Linked DNA regions of Mus musculus: region 2 is linked to region 1. Evidence: chromatin contacts called from public promoter capture Hi-C data. All regions are on one chromosome and are shown on one strand. Each heading gives the region's core, a stretch centred on a gene start, on an enhancer-like site or on the middle of the called end of the contact. The rest is flanking DNA. Distances are from core to core; before and after follow the strand shown. Region 1 has its middle 550 kb from the start of Gm39038. Region 2 holds the start of Ntrk3 (neurotrophic tyrosine kinase, receptor, type 3).

Region 1 (4,431 bases), core at 1,193-3,692:
AAGGCAGAGGTCTGCATGGGTTTAACTTAGAAATACAAAAATTCAAATAGCTTCTATTGTCATCACCTAGAGCGGATTTTTACCCCATAGGAGGTATTCAGCCATAGTTTTTTGCTACGTCAGTTTCATAAATGACAATAAAATCCTGCTACTGGCTTCTCAGGAATTAAGGCCAGGCTTTCTAATAACAATAATATAAAGAAATAGATAGACCCAATAACAAAAATTATCTGGTCCAAGAATAACATTCTCTGCATTCTCTGCATTCTCTGCATTCTCTGCATTCTCTCTCTCTCTCTCTCTCTCTCTCTCTCTCTCTCTCTCTCTCTCTCTGTGTGTGTGTGTGTGTGTGTGTGTGTGTGATTTCTTTCTCAGATTCGAGTCAACTTACTTTCTTCTGTCCCTTTTACTGAGCATTTGTCAGTGTAAATGCACAGGGACAAACAGACATCTGCTGTGCAAATGCCAAGTAGAACTTCTCCCTCCATGGAATTTCCCATATATGCATGAACAGCACAAACATTTTGTGGGAAGTAATGTGTACTTAGAGTAGGAATAGTCTCCAGAAATACAAAAATAACGTCATTATCCCTCCTGACAAAGAGACTAGTCCAGGAGCCGGGCAAGTAGCTACAAAATGATAGTGTGATCCTACCAGGGCTGAACAGACAAGAGACAGGAAGAGCATCATTGTTCAGAACTTTTTCCTCTCCACTAGCGGAAATTCTGAGCAAAGCTTTAGAGAATGTTTAGGTAAGAGTGGTACCTTTCAGCTGGAGCAATCATGGGAAAGCATGGACTAAGGCAATGTCTTTGTTAGTGTTCTCCAGGAAATCAGAACTAATTACATATAGAAAGATACCTAAAGGAGATGGTGCACAGAACTGTGGGAACCGAGAAGCCCCTCAATACTCTATCTGCAAGCTGGAGAACTAGGAAAACCTGTATAACTTATTGCATATACCAAGACTGCACACACATGCGTGAGTGCGTGCGTGCGTGCGTGCATGTGTATGTGTGTGTGTTTACGAGTAGTGTCAGAATCACCAGGAAACTTAATAAAATGCAAATAATAGATTTAGCCACAGATCTACTTACTCAGACACCATAGGCTTCCTGGTGGAGCCAGCAATATTGTTTAAGTAAGCCAGTCAGAAGTACTGGTGTAGGTCTTGGGTCCTGAAGACTAGAACAGCCCCATTTCTTTAGGAAAATCTATGTAGTTCCTTGGCATTTTTCTTGTACTTGGGCTATCACAGGATCAGTTGATGCCCACTCACACTGGTGAGAATGGGTCTTCTCTACTCTGCTTCCTCATTTAAACAGTAAGCTTTTCAGGCACACTCAGGAAGAACCTTCTGCCAGTCACCTATATATTTCCAAGCAGAGTTAAATGATCTTCTCAAGCAGTCACTTAAGTGAGCTGCCTGCCCCATGCATTCTTTGATACTTAGAATTGGACTTTGGGTTTGACAAGGTGAGAATTACTATAGATGTAAACCCAAGGCAGAGTTTAAAACAACAGCACACATTAGTGCTGGGGGTGAAACTGGTTCTGGTCGTCAGGTACAGCTGATTCATTCATGATTATGTTCCATTTATTCACAACTACACTCACATATTCAGGAAGTATTTTTATGTATCTAGACACCGTGTAAGTTTGAATTTCTATTCCACTGCAAATTTTAGTTAAACCATCTAAGCTTCATATACCATAGTTTGGTTATGAAATAGAAAAAAAAATAGTTCCCCTTCTGGGGTCTCTTGTAAAAATTAAATAAGCTAATATTCATGATGCAGTGAAGGTGTGCAGTAACAAATGAATTGCGGGTAGCATACCTATCCTCATCCCCACTGTGGCTGTCATCAACAGCATCATCTTTATTGAGTTGTTCTCATCTCTCCTGAAGATATGGTTTCTTTCTTGGGCTTCTACACTGCCAACCATGCAATGATAACATACATACATACATACATACATACATACATACATATAGGCACAGATTGTGTGTATGTATATATGTAACTTATATACATACACACATACAAACATTTATACAGGCATACACACACACATACATACACAGGCACAATATAAGTATATGTATTACATAGTTAGAATATCATATATTATGTAAAATATAATATATAGAATATTTTATATAATATAGAATATAAAACATATAAACATAGGATGTTATACACATGTAATATTTCTGTGCCATATATACAGGGACACAATATTCTGTGTTTCATTTGCCTGTTCTTAGCAAGCAGGACCTGAACAGATCAGACTGATTGCTCACTTTTTGGTTTATCTGATCCGTCTTTCCTTCCCTGTGAGCTGCTAAGACGTGGGAGGAATCTGTTTCACTGTAGGCTCATTGGCACCTCTTCAGTTCCTGCTCCCTTTAAGGGAAGTCACTTGATGCACACACAAGCCTGCATACAGGATACCAGAGCAGTGAAACTTCGCTAAATGTCATCTTCACTGTGCTGCACAGAGTGGGCAGTGACAATAATACACCAGCCTTGACATAAATTCTCTCTAGGCAGGAGCTGTGACAGGTTAGGCTGTGGGTAATGCTAGTAGACTGCAGAGATCACTGCTCAAACTGGCTCCTGTATGGCTATAAATGAATTCCAGATTTGTTCTCAGAGTGGCTAGTCTGATCCCTTCCTGTGCACAGGGGGATAATGAGGGCTCCAGACGCATCATCATACTCACAGATGGTGGGCTACCATGTGTTTGGCAATTCTTACTTAAGAAAGGCTGAGTGGTGTTTTCCTCCTGTGTTTCAGTTTTGACAAATCTGAGAACTTGCTAGAATGTTCTTAAAGGTAGAAAGGTCACTTTTCTAACACCTCTATGAATGCTCACCCTTTGAATGCATACATTCTTCTTGAGCTCATGAGAGTGCTCTCTTTCTCTCTTTCCCTCATCCCCCGCACACACTGTCAAACAAATATTTGAACAAAATGTCTTAATGATGTTGTACCAGATCATATTATAATCTCCTGATGAGGAGATGGCAGGAGGAAATCTATGCACAGGAATATCAGGGACTCTGTGATCTCTTTTGAGAGTCTCTAGAGAAAGACATTAGGAAACTAAAAGCTGCTAACTTATCTCTTGGGATACTCATGCTTCTTGAAGTGCTGGCCATCTATCTAGAGCTGTTTCCCAGACTGTAGCACCCACTGGGATAATCTTGAAAGCTATCTTTAGTCAATACTGCTGGCTCCACCCAGGGAGGGCTAGAATATCTGAGTAATCAGGTCTGGAACTGACCATAGTATTTGCATTTTTACAAGTTCCCAGGTGATTCTGATGCTGCTAGTTCATGCACCATTGATCTAGAAAATATATGCAGCACTATAGTAGGTCAGTAAAGGGAACTATGAATGTTGATCACCTCTTTAGTGGGAAAACCCTGCTAACATAAGGATCAGGAAAATCTCAACTGTCACACAGGAACAACAGAGGCACCAATGCTTCATCCACTATTTTAATCAGATCAGCCTTTGTGTTGATCTCTTTTGACATATGGACATTCTCCAAGAACAGGCATGACATTCTAGGTTGTAATTCATTCTCTCTATGATGTGCCACTATGAATATGACACATGATTCAGAATAGGTTGTAACCTATTATTCTGAATATAAGATTTCTTTTTCTCCCAGATAATGTGGATGTGATGGGTCAGCCCAGAAGATATTTGTGCTTGGCAAGAAAAATTAAGATGTCGGAAAGCAGACACTAAGCTATCAAAAGATATATTTGTACACATTGCTTCCTTCCCTTATGCCTTATTGATCTTAGGCTACTGAAATGCCACCAGCTTTGAGCCAGCAAGACACATATGGTTGAAACTGTAAGGCTATTTTTGGCTCAGGCACACTGGATTAACAGTAGAGACCCTGGTGGAAAGGTTTATGAGGAGAACCATGCCTGCCAGATTCAAGGATTTTCATGCAGTTCAGAAAAACGAACCATGGAGAGACTGAGCTGAGCAAGGAAGCAAACTCCTAAGACCCACCCTTAATGGTGCTCATCAATTTTACCCAACCCTAAAATTATAATCTCAGGTCTGGAGAACAAATCATAAGATGAATATTTTTATTGGATATTTTATTCATTTACATTTCAAATATTATCCGTTTTCCCAGTTTCCCCTTCACAAACTCCCTATCCATAACCCCTCCCCCTGCTTCTATGAGGGTGTTCCCCCTTCCATTCTCACCTCACTGCCCTACACTGGGCATTGCACCTTCACAGGACCAACTGCCTCCCCTCCCATGATGTCCCACAAGGCCATCCTCTGCTACATATGCAGCTGGCACCATGAATCCCTCCATGTGTACTCTTTGGCTGGTGGTTTAGTCCCTGGGAGATCTGTTTGGCTGATTTTGTTGTTCTTCCTATGAGG
Region 2 (4,622 bases), core at 1,965-4,464, 550 kb before region 1:
CGAGTCTTCATGCTTGTGTGATCAATACTTTATTGATGACAGCCATCTTGCCAGCCCCAAAGTTCTGTTTTTGCAGGCACCCAAGACACTCATTTATTCTAACTGGATGCTTCTGGGAACCTACATGGAATCCCTGTTCCTTTCTAATGAGTCCCTTCATCCAAGGCTTGTGGAGAACCAGAGATGATTCGAGCTGTAGGGGCTCTGAAGCTGCCCCCACCCCATGCCTGTCAATCACCTAGGGGAACTTCTTAAAATGTTTGGTTTGGGAAGTCTCTGATGAGGTCCAAGGAGTTGTATTATCTATTACAAGCTGGCAGGGACTGTGGATGTCATCAGTTAAAGGAGAGCAAAGACCTGGTTCCATGTGGTCATTTCATGGATTTGAAAGCTGAGGCCCAGAGTGTAAGTCTATTTGTTCATGGTCATAAGTAGAACTCTGCTCTTTCCACTTGCATTAAAAAAAAAGAGCCTTCTTCATTTTTAAGCTTTACTTTCTAAGTGGGCTCAGAGCTCCTAGCACCTTACCTTCATCCTATCCACGGTCAAGAATGAAAGACCTTTTGTCCAATCAGAGTCCCTTGCTTCACAGCCTGAATTTTCACTCTCTGAAGAGGTTTCCAAAGTTTTGCTTTGAAACCCGACTTATGGATAGCATCCTTTCTTTGCAGGCAGTAATAAAAATCGTCCTTGTCCTTAAAAATGGGCGGGGCACCCTTTAAGACACAACTATGCTTTCTCCTTGTTGGAGCTCTACTAAATCCCCTCAGGCAGTCAGCTATTCTGTCTCCCTGGGGTAGTCTGGGAAATGCTTCCTATTTCTCCTCTGCTATCTCTCAAGAGAGGCCAAGTTCCAGTGTCCTGGCTACACCTTACTCTCCCTGCCTCTCAGAGAACCCTAAAGTCACTCAGGATGGCACTTGAAGTGTCAGGGAGATTCCCAATGGACAAGGACATCAGGGACTGGCCTGAAGCCAGTAGGTTCTGGTTTGAGAGTCTAAGGCTGTCTCCACTCTGTCCCCTCCTGCTGGCGGGAGGGCAAAATGCCATTCTGGGGACAAGGCCATCATGGCGACAGGGTGTAAAAGTCTCACTGGGGCAAAAGGAAGGCAGAGTGTAATGAGAAGTCGGGGAAAATGCCTTTTATAGGCATGCTCTTTTCTTTTCCTCCTTTCACCCAAGTTTACTCCCAGCAAAAAGTGTTACTGCAAGCCATCGGGTCTGTCTGTCGGTGGCACTAGGGGCAGGCTGGTGGCACCGCAATACCCCTTCCCCCCATCTTGCCTGCAAGTTGCATGACCTGCATTGGAATCCACAGGGGGGCGGGGGAGAATCCTTTCAGATCCTGGATGCTGTTGAATTCAATGTATTTTGCTTCCTTGCCTGCCCTCACCCAAGCTCGGGGAGGAGAGCGCTGCTTTCTTCTGCGTGTGAATGCTGTAGTGTGTCTGCCTGCTCGGATTCCCCTAACCCTTTCTTCTCCTTTCCCACAGCAAAATCTCAGGCTTTCTCAGGAAATAGCTCGCATTTGGCATATTTACATTTGCATTTTATTTTTAAAACAATCCTATCAAGGCAAAAAGCGGGGGCTATACTTCTCTCCCCATCAGGTCTAAACTTGCCTCGAAGGCTGCACCTGTTTTGAGCCCCTACCAGGAAGGGGTGTTTGTGGGGGAGGGAAAGAGGAGGTTCTGTGCCCCCCAAATCATCCGGAGAGAGCAGTCCGCCCACCCCCTCACCAGGCTGCCAGCTCGGCGCACCCGAGGGCTGAGCCCAAGAAGCTGGCCTCCGACGGTGCTGGCGTGGTGCTTGCCAAAAAATGCCCTTCGCATCTCAATTTCCTGGCCGCTTCTTTCGCATGAATCGCTCGCCCTGGGCCACCTCGGTTCTCCAGCGCAGTCCTGCAGGCGCTCCTTCCCTCTTTCTCTCCTTCTCTGGTCCCTGTTTGTCCAAGGCGGAACCCATAACGCACCGCCAAGAAGGAGCAATAGGCTCAGGGGCACTCAGTGTGCCATGCCACGCAGTCCCCTCCCAAGCTGAGCCCAGCTCCCGGGACTCTTGATTACCCAAATGAGTGTCATTCAGATCTAGGTCTGCACGTCTGCGGCCGGCGTCCCTGGCTGCCTCGCTCGGGTTCCTGTGCGCTCCTGATTCCCGTCACTGTCCGTGAGCCCGAGACCCTCACTCAGGCTGGGGAGCATCCCGGGTCACCTGGGCCACGCTCATTTCGCTTCCTCCTGCGGAGGAGATTGCAGCAAAACCGGGCAGCACGAGGGCCAAAAAGTGGAAGGGAGAACGCCTTTCGTGTTGCTCAGTCAGCTTGCCAACTCTCCCTCCCCAACGCCGACCCTCGGAATCCCAACTGCAACTTTTCCTTTCCGTCTCGTTTTCCCCTCGGCTGCAGCGAGCGGGCGCGGGCGTGGAGCGGGCGGGCAGCGGCGCGGCTGCGGGTGGCGGTACCGGCGAGAGCCGAGAGCCGGCGAGTGGGTGGGTGGGTGGGGAAGCAGGAGGGAGAGGACGGGCGGGGAGAGAGAGGGGTGTGGGGAGGGGAGGGAGGGGGAGATTCCGCTCTCCTGCCTCTCCCAGCCCGGGCGGGGGGCGGGGGGGGGGGAGGAGGCCGCGAGGAGGGAGGGGAGGAGGGAGGGAGGGAACCGAGGAAGACGCTCCGATAACCCGTGCGTTTCGTAAGGCTCGGAGCACTTGTACATTTCTGCAGGCGCGTAGCGAGCCATTCGCCGCGACTGCTGCAGCTCTGACTGCATCTTCCTTCTCCTCCTTCCTCCAGCTCCGCGCGTGTGTATGTGAGTGTGTGCGAGTGTGTTTTGCAGGTGTGTCCGTTTTAATTCTGCCTAGGAGGTGGGACTTGGTGACTTTAGCACCATCTTTTTTTCTTTTTTTATTATTATTTTTGCCTTCCCACCGTCTGTTGTTACAACCCTGCAAAGTCTCGGAGTCGGAGAGCGCGCCTCGTTTCCAGAGCTTCTGGACCCCGCAAGCCGGCGAGCGCCGAGCCGGCCACCATGCCCGGCAGACCGCGCCACTAGGCGCTCCCCGCGGCTCCCACCCGGTGGCGGCGGCGGCCGCGATGGTTTCCGACGCTGAAGGATTTTGCATCTGATCGTTCGGCGTTTCAAAGGCAGAGGCCCCCCTCCCCCTTCCCCCCTCCCTCGCTGTCTTTGTTTCCTTCCCCCCCTGCTCTCCCCACTCCCCCCACCCCACCCCCCTCTCCTCTCCTCCTCCTCCTCTTTTTTAGAAGCAGCGATCGGAGATGGATGTCTCTCTTTGCCCAGCCAAGTGTAGTTTCTGGCGGATTTTCTTGCTGGGAAGCGTCTGGCTGGACTATGTGGGCTCCGTGCTGGCTTGCCCTGCAAATTGTGTCTGCAGCAAGACTGAGATCAATTGCCGGCGGCCGGACGATGGGAACCTCTTCCCTCTCCTGGAAGGGCAGGATTCAGGGAACAGCAATGGGAACGCCAGCATCAACATTACGGACATCTCAAGGAATATCACTTCCATGTAAGTCAGGCGGCCGCTACCCAGCCCGCCCCCCACCCCCGCCCCAGCTTCGCGTCTCCGTCTTGCCCGCCCGCGGCCCGGGAACTGGCCCTGCGCTCCCCAGCTCGCCTCTGTTCGCAGCCCGCCGGGTGCGCATCAGGCTCGCCCTGGCTCGGGAGATGCTGTAGGGCTGCGTGTTTCAGGTGACTCCAGCCCTAGCCAGGCGTGATTTGATGATGCTGGTGGGTACCTCTCCCTGGAGAGGACCCTTCCGGGCGGAGTGCACCCGGGCCCAGCTCCTGTCCCCGCCCCCACCCTCTGCCTGCTCGTTTCGAGGGTGCGAATTGGGTTCTATGCCCCCCACTAAATAGCAACAGTTTGGCCACGCTCAAGTGGAATAAAGTAGAGGCGTCTCGTTTCCCTGACAGGCGGTGGCAGATAGCGGCGGCAGAGGCAAAGCTTAGCCTAGCCTTGGAGGGAAGGTGACAGATAGGGACTGCTTGAGAACCAATCGGGATTTTTTAAAAAAAAAACTGTTTCCCTTTGGAGAGAGCAAAACATGCCAATAAGTAAACAAGTTGGAAGCTGGCTTCTCCCGAGGAGACTTCGGACGTGTTCTGGCCGTCATGGACGCCTACCTCTTTGCTTTTCCTCCCCCCCACCTCCCGCCGCCTTCTCCAACCCCATTTTGGGCATTTCCGAGACATCCCCCCCTTTCCCACCCTCATCTGCATCTGGGCGCCTACAGACCCTTTCCTGGCTTGGGCTTCCATAACTGCCCAGGGTAATTCTGAGTCAGGTTGCTGGAGGCAGGAGAGAGAGGACGACCTGGGTTTTGGGAAGGAAATTTCTTTCACAATTCTGCGGTTCCTTCCCCCCACCCCCTTTCTCTCAAAAATTGAACTCTGCGTGGCGTTTGGCTGGTTTGCCCCGGCTGAGTGGGACCCTGTGTAGTGGCCTGCTCTTTTCTTGTTGTGTTTCTTTGGTAGGGATGGGGCCAGAGGCCTGTGAAGGAGTGAAAGGAAGAGTCAGGGCCAGGAGCCTGCATAGCCTTTCTTTCATTCTTCATTCTTCAGCCAGGTGACCACCACCCCTCTGACCTCTCTGCCCCAGGAAGGAGAAGGGTG

What was found. Promoter capture Hi-C pulls out the DNA fragments that hold promoters and counts their contacts.
Region 2: a promoter capture Hi-C map of hippocampal neurons shows a contact between it and region 1, with 5 times the contacts expected there. The contact joins the promoter of Ntrk3 here to the enhancer-like site in region 1. A contact is called at or near these places in 5 of 39 promoter capture datasets (cranial neural crest, frontonasal cranial neural crest, hippocampal neurons and 2 more), 3 of 484 Hi-C or Micro-C datasets (the N1E-115 cell line, cerebellar granule neurons and cerebral cortex), 7 of 115 datasets of contacts at active chromatin or transcription factors (embryonic forebrain, embryonic hindbrain, embryonic midbrain and 4 more) and 2 of 9 other capture datasets (adipose tissue and embryonic stem cells).

Annotation. Positions count from the first base shown.
Region 1 is chr7:78,025,457-78,029,887 of GRCm38.p6, reverse strand. No RefSeq gene overlaps it. Among named protein-coding and RNA genes, the nearest start is that of Gm39038, 550 kb to the left of the region's middle. Within about 2 kb of position 2,442, at least 20 of the 459 cell types and tissues checked have an H3K27ac peak or open chromatin away from gene starts, as enhancers often do. A contact at or near this core is called in the N1E-115 cell line, forebrain, hippocampal neurons and 1 more, where this site is marked.
Region 2 is chr7:78,576,430-78,581,051 of GRCm38.p6, reverse strand. Ntrk3 (neurotrophic tyrosine kinase, receptor, type 3) reads left to right here and starts at 3,214. Exons shown (of 17, transcript NM_008746.5): 1 at 3,214-3,516. The coding sequence starts at 3,269.